2 separate regions of the Anser cygnoides genome follow, and region 1 is linked to region 2. A link is a contact called in public Hi-C data. All regions are on one chromosome and are shown on one strand. The core of a region is the stretch at or near the end of the contact, and the rest is flanking DNA. Distances in the headings are between cores, read along the strand shown. Region 1 holds the start of ZCCHC2 (zinc finger CCHC-type containing 2). Region 2 holds the start of RELCH (RAB11 binding and LisH domain, coiled-coil and HEAT repeat containing).

Region 1 (6,186 bases), core at 1,192-3,691, 140 kb after region 2:
AATATTCAAAAACCATTAAAGCAATAAGATTTTTTTTTCAATGTAATAACATATTGATTTGTCAGGTTTTGTTTTCAGTGAATTTCAAATTGTCGTGTTCTCAAGACTTTTTTCTTCCAGAGAGTCCTGACTAAAAGGTAATGATCACCTGTTTCACAAAAGGTAAGCTACTCAAAAAAACACCAACTCTCATAAGATAAATGGCAAATCATGAGTGAGCAAAACTGCTCCAAACCTTTATTGGGGATCTTTACTTGCTGCTCTAGTTAGGCTATTCCCTCCATATGTACCGCACCATAACTAGCTGGTGTGTAGCTGCTTTGAGTGATTTGCACTTGTTTTCCTGCAAGTCTATGGTATGCATCATGCAGAAGTCGCAGTTCTTTCTCCCATCTCCTCTAACATGCTATTAAGAAAATCAGATTAGAACATCTCAAGGGCAGCGTATCACAGCAGTGTTCGTGCATTGCCCCGCTGCTTTCTTCTTCCATTCCCAGCCCTGAGTTTCACTTTCATTTCCTCTGGATACTCAGAGTCCTTGTTCCACATTGTCCTGTTTCTTCTTGCTGCCAACTCCCTGAGCTACTGAAATGCTTCTAAGCCCACTTAGAGTATCTTTGTTTTCTTTTTGCCTTCTCACACCAGTCCCTTTCCTGTTTTTTTTTTTTCTTGTTTTGTTTTGTTTTTCCTATATTGCAAATCTGTTTTCCTCAGGTATCATAATTTAAACCATTAGAAAACCAGAGATACAAAGGGGCTGAGTTAATCAGGTTCTTCAGCTTAGTTGTGAAACTTAGCATCAGCTTGGGAACTATCACATCGGGATGGACGTAGGCACATGCTCAAGTATTTTCTGGACTTGGGGAGTGTACTTTCAACCATTACCCTCATGCATGTGCAATTTTTCATACCTTTGTGGACTTATGAATGGTTCAGTGGACTTTCTCTTTCTCTCATTGCCTTCTTCCCTCCCACCAAAATTAAATTCATTTTCCCCCCTCCATGGTGTCATCTGTTTGGAACTATGTCACGTTTTATTCGAATCACATATTGTTAAAATATGAGAAATGTTATTTCTAACACCCATACAATTTTAATTCTGATCCTGCAAATTCTATTCAGATGAAACAGCCGTTCAAAGTAGAGGCCTCTGGTCATGTTTCAGTAAATCCATGATTTCAGCTTAGTATATCTGCTGTGATAGTCATGGCTGATTTTATTTGGAAACAAAACAAAACAGAAAACTCGTAATAATGAGACAAGAATTATTGCTTCATAATGGTAAGAAAATATTATCTTGGGATATTATGATAACTGTTCTATTAACTGTAAGTATTTGGAGTGATTCATCGGTCCAGCCAGGCCCTAACCAGTGAACAGCATAGGAAGATAAAATGGAAGAATAAAGGGGTTTATGAGACCTCTTACACCTACTCTTCACCTTCCTGGTTCTGGGACTGATGAAGAACTGCTAGCAATCTGGGAGAAAACAGTAGAACAACTTCCTGCTCCCTGCTACATTTCTGCTGTCACAAGCCTTGGAAGAGGCCGTGATGGCAGTGACCATGGTCTGTGAAGGTAATGAAAGAGTGGAGTTAGCTGAATCGGGTTCAAGTCTATTTGTGTTACTAGAAGAGGTCAAAGCAGCCATTAGGAAAGTATAAACCTAACATATACTACCTAAAAGTTTATTTTTTAATAGAATGTATGTATGTGAGTATATGTACTCACTGAATATATATAAGAAATCAGGATATGGTTTAGTCTGTAACCACCACTGAAGAGTACACTGAAGGTCTGTGTCAAATCTGAACGATGCATGCAAGATTATTACAATCTGCATGACATTTACTTGGTTGTTTAATAAATAGGCTCTTTCATGGCAGCACAATCAGCTCCCGGACAGACAGATAAGGGGGGGGTTAGCAGCGGCCCTTCGTACTTTGTTGCTGTAAGCTGTTTAGGGACGCTGCTTTGCATAATTCTAATTAGCGGGCCACATTTTGTTCTTCACCGTGATGGGACGGGTTTTGCGATTCTGTTTTCAGTTACGCCGTCTTTATGTAAACGTGCGGGAGCCGGAGCAAGAAGCAAGATTGCTCGGGCTGTTCAATCCGATAACTGCGGGCTCCCCGCAGGCCTGGGAACAGAGCAGGGCGGCGGCAGCGCCCTCACAGCGCCCACCCTTAGGGAACCCTTCCTCCTGGCGGCGCCCCCCTCAGCACGCCACACACCCCCCGCAGCGGCCCTAACGGCCCCAACGGCCGCCCCGCCCCGCGGTCGCGAGCGCGCTGACGTCGGCGGCGCCGATAGGGGCAGCGGCAGGAGGAGGAGGCGGCGGCCGGGGGGGCGCTGCGGGAGCCGCCGCCCCCTCCCTCCCTCCCTCCCTCCGGCCCCCCCCGTTTCCCGGCACGCACCGGAGCGTTGCCCCCGCGCGCGCCTCTCCCGCGCCGGCAGGGCCGCGGCGGCGATGAGCGGCGGCTCCGCCTGAGCGCCGCCGCCACCCCCCTTCGTCCCCTTCCCCTCCGCGCCCAGCCCCGCAGCCGGGCCCCGCGGGACGCTGGCGGCCGCCCCTCGCCGAGGATGCTGAAGATGAAGCTGCCCCTCAAGCAGACGAGCCACAAGGCGGCGGCGGCGGAAGAGGCGGCGGCCGCGGGGCTGGGGCTGAAGGAGCCCGGCGCGGCCCTGGACTGTCACCTCCAGCTGCAGCAGCTGCCCCGGCCGCCGGCCCGCGGGGGAGCCGCCGCGGGGAGGGGGTGCGGGCCGGACAGGCCGAGCCAGCTGCACGGCTTGGGAACCGGGACGGGGCCCGGGCCCGGCCCGCCGCCTCCCCCCGCCGCCGCCGCCGCCACGCCGAGCGCTGCCGGTGGCGGTGCCGGCGGTGGGCCCGGCGCGGCGGCGGCCCGCACCGACAAGGAGACGGTGTACGAGTGGTTCGGGCTGGTGCTGGGCTCGGCGCAGCGGCTGGAGTTCATGGTGGGGCTGCTGGACCTGTGCAACCCGCTGGAGCTGCGGTTCCTCGGCTCGTGCCTGGAGGACCTGGCCCGCAAGGACTACCACTGCCTCCGCGACTCGGAGGCCAAGGCCAACGGGCTGAGCGACCCCGGGCAGCTCGGCGACTTCCGCGACCCGGCCGTGCGCTCCAAGCTCATCGTCTACCTGGCCCTGCTGGGCTCCGAGAACCGCGAGGCCGCCGGCCGCCTGCACCGCCTGCTGCCCCAGGTGGACTCCATCCTGCAGAGCTGCCCGGCAAGGCGGCCCCCGGCGGGCGCTGCCGAGGAGGAGGCGGCCGAGGAGGAGGAGGACGACGACGACGACGTGGTGGTGGTGATGGACGGCGCCGGGGAGAACGGCCAGGCTCCCCTCCCCGCCGCCCAGGGCCTGGGCTTCGGCGCGCAGGAGGAGCTGCTGCTGCTCTTCACCATGGCCTCGCTGCACCCGGCCTTCTCCTTCCACCAGCGGGTCACCCTGAGGGAGCACCTGGAGCGCCTGCGGAGGGCCCTGTGCGGGGACCAGGACGAGGAGGGCTTCGGCCGCCCCCGAGCCCAGGTAACGGCGTGCCCCGCGCCCTGCCCTCCCGCTGGGCGCCCTCCCCTTTCTTCGCCCCCTCCCCGTGATTTTCTAGGAGCCGAGGCGAAGCCCCCCCACCCCCGTGGGATGGGCAGAGGGCACCCAGAGAGCCCTGCCCCCCTTCTCTGTAGGGCCTGCTGCGAATGTGGGGCTGTGACGTAATACTGCCCGGTATGACGTAGTGGGGGGGGGGGGGGGTGCTTTTTCTGGCCAGCCATGCTTTCTGGTGCGCTGCCTTTAGAGCCCCCGTGTTGCTAGAGCGTAGGATGCAGAGTGCCCGTAAAGCTCGAGCGGCTGCCTCGTACGCTGCAGGCCGCTGAAGAAGTTGCACGATGCAGAAGTGCAAGCGGCAGCTTGGCTAAACTCGTAAAAATAATCATAACGCCAGATCGAAACCATACGGCCTGAGAGAGCTTGCTGCAGGGGCTCCAAACAATAGAAGGTGTTGGGGCAATTTTCACGTGGAAGCTGCTCTCTCCCCCCAAAAATGAGACTTGGCAAGGATCAGGGCTGTAGTTAAGGGTCAGCGGCCGCGAGGCTGGTTCTCAAAAGCCGCGTTCCGTGAGGTGGTTGAAGGCCTTTGGGAAGGGGTGGTAATCGTTTTACTAAACGAGCAAATTAAAATGTCACAACTGCAACTTCTGTTCAGAGAAAAGCTTAATTTCTGGGTGGCTGTCAGGAAGCAGCAGAGCACATCTTGAAAGCAGATGTGCCACTTGTTGCTGGAAGGTGGCTGTCACAGAGCGAGGACTCTCCATGAGTGGCACTGAAGCATTCTCATATGCAGCAGCAATATCTAAACGTGGGTTTTTCCCCCCTGGCCACCCATTGCTGCCCTTTTGGTGAATGTTTGCTTTAAAAAAAATCCGCCCCATATTTATGCAACCAAGTCATCGTCTTGGAGCTCTGCAGTTTTTGGTCTATAGATGGCCTCTCGTGCAAAGAGGAAGAAAGGGCTGGAAGATAGGTACTTACAATGCAGATAGGCTGTTAAAACCAACACATTCGTCAGGGGCTTAACAGAAAAAGGTACAAACATTTTTTTTTTAAATTTACTTTTGATGCTGTCCAGTTCATCCACTCACAGAAAACTGCTGTGATTCTAAAGGAATGGCCCTTGATCTGCTTGGTAAAGACAGGATGTGCTTTTGAGGACTACTGAAAGGAGACAGGGATTTTTAAGACTTCAAATATGCTAAGTACACGCTTGTACCATTTTAAGGCCAAAGCACATTTGGCAGGTCATAAACTAGTGGGTGGATGTTATGGTACTGAAATCATACTGAATTCATAGCATAAGTCCAAAAAGTGTTTATTTTGGCTCACTGAGCTGTATCGAGTCTAGCTCTCCCAAAATGTCCTGCAAGTCCCTGTAGAGGGGGGGAAGATGGGGTTACAGGAAGCGGTAAGGCTGGACGCTGCCCTTGCTGGGTTTGAAGTGCTAATAACTAGAAGCACGCTTCCTGGCTGAAGCTGGCACACCAGCTCTAAGTGCTCAGCGTGCCCCACCAAAGGCACTGGGAGAGCAGGCTCCCATGAACTACTGGAATTGCAGTCTGCTCCGTGTGGCGTTCTGGCTTCGGCGTAAAAGCAGGCTTCCAAGTTGTGGTGGTTTCTTCTGCAGAGGGAACACGGAGAGATCCGAACCAGCTTGGCTGAACATGCATGTCACATACTGCCTGGTCTGCGCAGGGCTCAACTGCATGCCTTCTGCAAGGTTTTTTTTTTCTTATTGGTTAAACTGTAAATAGAGCAGAGCCTCTTCTGGGAAGCAGCGGCTGACAGGGCACAGAGGGACTGCTGTGTTTCTGCCGAGGCTGTTCAGTTCAGGTTTGCAGGGACCCTGACAGGTGAAAATGGAAGGTGACGGAGTCAGCGTGGCTCAAGGCTTCCCTCACAAAATGCCGCTGTTCCGTTACACGGGGCCGATTTAAAATCCCGTCAGGCGCCCGCGTGCTCGTTCCCCCCCCCCGCACCCCGCGCAGGGTCGGTGCCCGCCGCCCCGCGGCGGCTGTGAGGGCCGGGCCCCGCGGCTGCGGCCCGCCCCCGCCCCCGGCCCCCATCATGGCGCCCCCCCGGCGGCGCTGCGGGCCCGCCGGCCCCGCCGCTTCCCGCCCCCTCCAAGATGGCGGCGGCGCGGCCTGCGCTCGGCGTCACGTGCCCGCAGGGCGGGATCCTCCCCGGCCCGCACGGGGGGGGGGCGTTGCGTAACGGGGAGGCTCGCGGGCGGCCAATGGCAGCGCGCCGTGGGGGCGCGTGCGGCTCCCCCGGGGGGGGGGGGGGGGGGGGGGGGCGTTAGGTGCGGTGAGGCCCTGGCACAGGCTGCCCAGAGGAGCTGTGGGTGCCCCATCCCCATCCCTGGGGGTGCTCAAGGCCAGGCCGGATGGGGCCTTGGGCAGCCTGGGCTGGTGGGAGGTGTCCCCCCCCGTGGGAGGGGGCTGGAACCGGGCGGTCTTTAGGGATGTCAGGTAGCTTACTTTTTTCTCATGCTTGGGACTGTGTTTTCTGGTTAGGGTCTGCGCTGCCCGGTAACATGGAGCTCACGTGGAAGTTGCTTCTTGACAAGGATCTAACGGGAGACCAAGAAGAGCAGCGATCCTATTCTAATGGTTCTTT
Region 2 (6,004 bases), core at 184-2,683:
AGATAAAGGAATGAATGGGAGCTCAGAAATATTGAAAGACATTTTTCATAGGGCACAAGAGCTCTCAATCCCAACACGCAAGAAGTCTGGCAGGGGTGGCAGGAGACCAACTTGGCTGAGTCGGGCCATCTTAGCCAAACTGAAACACAAAACCAAAATCGACAGGCAGTGGAGGCGGGACACAAATCCGGAGAAGATAACAGGGATAAGGTCTGGGAGGGGATCACGAAAGCAAAGGCACTGCTGGAGCTGAACTTGGCTAAGGGTTTCTTCATTGAATTATTGAGATTTTTCTCACAAGGTACATAGGATGATCAAAAGATTAAAAAAACTGTATCCCATCCTCTGTCCCCCAGACCACCAGGTGGGCAAGGCATTGGCTGGGTGGTTGCATTCAGACAGCTGCTGCGGTCAATGGCTCTATGTCCAAGAGGAGAGCGGTGACAAGTGGTGTCCCTGCTGTGGCGAGGTGGGGGTTGGTCTATTCTCCCACGTGCCTGGTGACAGGACGAGGGGGAATGGGCTAAAGTTGCACCAGGGGAGGTTTAGGTTGGGTATTAGGAAGAACTTCTTTACTGAAAGGGTTGTTAGGCATTGGAACGGGCTGCCCAGGGAAGTGGTTGAGTCACCGTCCTTGGAGGTCTTTAAAAGACGTTTAGATGTAGCCCTTAGTGATATGGTTTAGTGAAGGACTTGTTAGTGTTAGGTCAGAGGTTGGACTCGGTGACCTTGGAGGTCTCTTCCAACCTAGATGATTCTGTGATTCTGTGATTCTGACGGGCCTGTACCAGGACACGTGCAGAACAAGCCCCAGCACAGGACGGACAGAGAGCTGTTGGAGCGAGCCCAGAGGGCCGTGGGGATGCTCAGAGGGGATGCCGCCCCTCTCCTACGGGGACAGGCTGAGGGAGCTGGGGTTGTTCAGCCTGGAGAAGAGAGGGCTCTGGGGAGACCTTACAGCAGCCTTCCAGTACCTAAAGGGGGCCCAGGAGAGCTGGGGAGGGACTCCATGAGCAGTGAGGACGGAGCTCCCAACCCTGACGGCGGCCAGAGCCCAGCCCAGCCCAGCCCAGCCCAGCCCTGACCCCCTCCCCTCCCCTCCCCTCCCCTCCCCTCCCCTCCCCTCCCCCCCCCCCCTCCCCTCCCCTCCCCTCCCCTCCCCTCCCCTCCCACGTCCCCCGGCCCCGCTCCCCGCAGCGCGCACTGCGCAGGCGCCACAACTCACTCGCCTCCCGCCGCGCGCCCGGCCGCGATCCCCTTCCGCTTCCGCGGCCCCCGCTGCCAAGAAGCCCCGCCCACCCCCGCAAGCCACGCCCCCAGCCCCGCCCACGCCCCCACAGGCGGCGGGGACGGGGCCGTCGGGCGGGCAGCGCTCGCGAGAGCGGCGAGCCGGAAGAGGCCGCGGGGCGGGCTGCGGAGCGCAGTGGGCGGCGGGCGGGCGGGCGCGCGGGAGGGCCTCGCCTCGCGTCGCCGGCGGCAGCGCCCGCAGCAGCCGGGGCGGGCCCGTCCCCGGTCCCGTCCCCGCCGAGGCGGCTCCGCGCGGGCCCCGCCGCGGTCTCGTCGCGCCGCAAGATGGCGGCGGCGGCGGGCGGGGGCGGCGGCGGCGGCAGCGTGAACCCCTTCCTCAGCGACTCGGAGGAGGACGAGCCCGGCGGCGGGCGGCCCGGCGGCGGCGGCGGCAGCAGCAGCAGCACGGAGCCGGGCGGGCCGGCCGAGCCGCGGCGGGAGGAGCCGGGCAGCCCCGAGGAGCCGGCGGGCCCGCGGGCGGCGGGGGCGCCGGGCGATGGCGGGGCGGGGCCGGGGCCGGGGCGGCGGGGGAGCCGCCGCGGGTGTCGATGGACGCGATGGCGGCGCAGCTGCTGCGGGACCAGTTCCTGCTGACGGCGCTGGAGCTGCACACGGAGCTGCTGGAGAGCGGCCGCGAGCTGCCCCGCCTGCGGGATTTCTTCTCCAACCCCGGCAACTTCGAGAGGCAGAGCGGCACGCCGCCCGGCGCCGGGGGAGGCCTGGCCGGCAGCGTGCTGGGGGCGGCCGGCGGCAGGGAGCCCGGCCCCGGGCAGCTCAGTAAGTGCCGGGGGGACGGGGCGGGCGGCCGGGCTGCCCCCGTCCTGCTCGCGGGTCCCGGGGAGCCTCGGCCTGACGGCGGAGGCCGGGCACGGGGCAGGAGCTGAGGTGGCTCCTGAGATGGGTGCTGGGCTGCCCTGGGCCTCGTGTGCCCTCCCGAGTACCTCCCCTCAAGAAGGAACGCGTGTGTTGCATGGCGAAAGGGCTGTCGAAACCCCTGACCCATCCCTTTAAAGTCTCACGGGATGGCTGAGGTTGGAAGGGATCTCCCGAGACAGCCTGGTCCGGCCGCCTGCTCGGGCAGGGTCACCCAGAGCACGTTGCGCAGGGTCACGTAACAGCTGTCAGAAACGGGCTGTCAGGAGCCCGCGCGGTGTTCCTGTCAGCGCGGTGCTTAGGCGCCCAAGGGTGGGCCTCAGTTCCGCGGGTACTGCCTGGTCGCACACCACTAGCGCAGTGTTTCCGATAACCAGTGCTGCCAGGCTTTCCAGGCGCTTGCAGTCTTGGGCTCTCCGTTTCGGGGATCACCACTTGGGATGGGGGGAAGTATACTGGACTAGCGTACCTACTGGAAGCGGTGAGGGTGTTTCAAAAGGTGTGGCATAGCTGGCCTTAAAAGCTTTTAGGTTTTAGTAGTAGAGCAGATGGCTTAGAATAGAATTACTTGTGTGATTTAACGATACGGCTGTTGAGAACAGTAGAGTTTTAAAAACCTGGTAGCTAATGGAAGTGGCACTGAGAGAGAGAAGTTGCCCAGCCACCTGACTTTTGAGGTCCTAATGAACTCCTGGCCAGCGCTGAAATGAACGCTGTTCTTTTCAGCAGACTGTTGAAAGGGTTATCTATACATATATTCCAAGATACCTAGTGGCGTTCTGCACGTAGTCCTATACTTCCGTTTACTTTACAATAAAGTTTCTAATGTTGCAAAGACCTGCAGTCAGACTTAAAAATTGGAAAGAACTGGTGGTATCTGGATGACTTGGATTGTAGGAGGCACATAGGCTTTCAGCTTTTATCATTTTTTTCAATGTATTTTAAAAACTGGATGGAATTTTTCTTCAATTCCTGCCGTGTTGTTTATATGCTGCTTGTCTTGTTTACAAATGCTTAGAATTTCATACTTGGCTTTGTCCTACTGAGAGCTTCAGTGTGGTTGCTTTCACGATAAGATTGGTGAACGTTGGAAGAAGCTCATGCTTCAAGGCCATGGGCCAGCAAAAACTTCTGTTTCCTTAAAAGCAGCTTTCTCGGGGCTTCCAGGCAATTCATCCAACTGACTAAACATTCTCCTTTCTATGCGAACATGATATGCTGTTTCCAGTTGTTGATGATGTACATACTCCAGTAGGATTAGGAGAACAGCAGCCTGTGTAAGTGGTGTTATACACCCCAGAAATTGGGGCATTCTACAGCAATGTACGTTTATGTGAGAACATCTTTATGGTTGTTGTGCTGACCTGCAGAATGCATGGCAGCAGGATGCAACTATTAAACAAGGGGGGAAGGAGGTGAGGAGAGGAGAGGGGCTAAAATGTATTTTTGGAGCAGTGTAACAATACTGAGGCATGGTAAAAATAGATATGGTAGACCTTAGGTTAAAAGTTACATAGAAGTGTCTTGAAATCCAGTGTCTATAACAGAAGTTGTGTGCTTTTTTTGTCTCAAAAGCATTTCAAAAGACAATTAACATTGACTGACGTTGACAGGTGTCAGATCCAGAACAATGAGAAAAATGTATTTTTGCGTAGCTCAAGTAGATTTTCGAACTTTTTTTGTCATCAGATTTGTTGAGATGTGGAGATCTAGTGCAGAGCTGGTGATTTGCGTCGGTGCTGTTCAGCCTGAGCCTGGTTAATGTTAACGAGAACTGAGAAGGACTCATATCTCTGAATTTAAGCCAATATCCAAATGTTAAAATTGATTGCAGAAGATTGATGGGCTGAAAATTGTAAGGTCCTTGCAGGAATTCTTTTCATTTTCTTCTTCAGCAGCTGGTATTGTATTTGATCAGATAAATAAACCACAGGTCTAATCCAGCAGTGAGTGCGTGTTTTCCTAAGTTAGCTGTGAAGTTAAGCTGTTGAGAGGTGGTCTGTTATTCCTGCAATCGTGCAGACTTGCAGAGAATTCATATGTGGGTATTCCAGCTACCTGCTCTCACGTTAATATGCCAAAATGAGTTTGAGCATAAAACTGCAGTTTTCTTCGTAGAAACTATTGATGTAGAAGGTAGTAGAATTTGGTATGATTGACATTTCAAGGTCACTTGAATTTTGTGCCTCAGTGGGAAAAAAAACAAAACACGTGTGTTCAGCGTAAAGAAAAAGTGTTGATGCCTAAAGTCAGAGTTCATTCTCAGCATAGGCCCTGCACCTGCTATCCCCTACTCCCAAGTTAGGTGACTCTGGTTGTATGCTGAGGTTTTCCGTAGTCTGAGTGGATGTGGAAAAGGTGACTGGCACTGAATGTGAAGCATGTCTGGAATGCTGCCTGAGGATTTCCACTGAGCTATGGGCAGCTTTGCACTGTATATGCATTCATATGCACAATGGGAGAATTTCACTGCAACTGTTCATCAGCAGCTCTTGGTGTTTTAGGCAAGCTAAAATATGGTTATATGGTTATGTATATATGGTGCTAACCACATATATATATATAATATATGCAGTCTTGGGCTTTTTTCCCTTTTCTCTTTATGGACTACTACAAAGAGGTTTTAGTGAAGTATCCTAGCAGCTAAAGAACTAGCATCATGTGGCCAACTAGTGACTTAGAAGCTGTTTCATCTCTGAACCGTGCTTCAGAGCGCTTGGTTACAAAGCAGTTGATAGTCAGATGACTAGGATCTCCTGTATTTTTGGAAAAAAACACCCCTCCATTTTGCAGCAGCAATATGTCACAGCTGCAAACAGAGAGAAAGCTGTACCGTAATGAAAAACGGGGAAAGGTGTATGGTGTCTAACACTTTTGTTTGTGGAATTTTAAAAAAATTGACATTGTGAAGGAGTCAGCGCTGCTCCTTTAGTCGCAAAGCACTTGTGTGCAGTCATCCTTCATATCCTGCATCTCTGCTTAGGTCTTCCCAAACTTACATGTTTGCTTCTTCCATTGGATTCGATAGCAGTGGTGACCAACCTGCTAGACCATTTTGCTACCACTCTTCTAATGCTAGTCATATGAGTGGTGTAGTTTGGAAGTCCTTGCTTCACACGGTATTCCAGATCTCTGAGGAGGCTTTGGTTAGCACCTACGTTTTAGAAGTAAAATTACGGTCCCTTCCCCATCACCGTTGTATCATATAAATTGAGACAATTAAAGATTAGAAATAATCCAGTGGCTCAAATGTCTCATCTTTGTTGCCCGGCCTCAAATGTTGTGCCAAGAAGTCCTTTAAGTTGACAGCCATAATTCAGGCTTGAGCATAGCAGGTGATGAAGACTTGCGTTTCTTATGTGTTTGGTATGGTGCCCTGTGAGTATTACGCTTGGTGAATGCTGTTTCCTGAAGGGATGCAGCTTACACTGTTAGAGTTAGCTTTAGTCTCAAAATCTGCCTTCTATTTTCTTCTTTATAAAGGAGAAATATTTTAAAAATTTGAAATGGCTTTAAAGAAAATCATAAAGGGGTTAAACTTGTCTGCTGCATTTGTATTTTTCAGGGGATTATTTTTTTTCTGGATATTTCAAAAGTAAAATTGTTTGTAATTTTCCAGGGGGTTGATTCCAGTTACATTAAGTTAATCTGTGAGTACAAATATAGAGAGAGTTGATCCTGCTACTGTGCAGTAAACTGCAGGGTTTTCTTGCAGTTTGGGATTTGTGTGTGTGTTTCAGATACAGTGAAGTATCTCTGTTTTTGCTTACAGCCTTTGGAATTCAGCTAGGTCCTACTGGAAGAAGGGCGCAGGAAGAGCACATTGATGATGCTATCACAAGAA

What was found. A called contact is a pair of places that touch in the nucleus more often than the background predicts.
Region 1: a Hi-C map of liver shows a contact between it and region 2, with 9 times the contacts expected there. The contact joins the promoter of ZCCHC2 here to the promoter of RELCH in region 2. A contact is called at or near these places in 2 of 7 Hi-C or Micro-C datasets (both in liver).

What each region holds. Positions count from the first base shown.
Region 1 is chr2:82,581,142-82,587,327 of Taihu_goose_T2T_genome, forward strand. It overlaps ZCCHC2 (zinc finger CCHC-type containing 2), which reads left to right and starts at 2,442. Exons shown (of 13, transcript XM_066992532.1): 1 at 2,442-3,549. The coding sequence starts at 2,584. LOC106039942 (a long non-coding RNA gene) reads right to left here and starts at 2,306. Exons shown (of 4, transcript XR_001209581.3): 1 at 1,732-2,306.
Region 2 is chr2:82,439,423-82,445,426 of Taihu_goose_T2T_genome, forward strand. It overlaps RELCH (RAB11 binding and LisH domain, coiled-coil and HEAT repeat containing), which reads left to right and starts at 1,434. Exons shown (of 30, transcript XM_066992522.1): 1 at 1,434-1,795; 2 at 1,798-2,064. The coding sequence starts at 1,573. PIGN (phosphatidylinositol glycan anchor biosynthesis class N) reads right to left here and starts at 1,320. Exons shown (of 29, transcript XM_066992524.1): 1 at 1,226-1,320.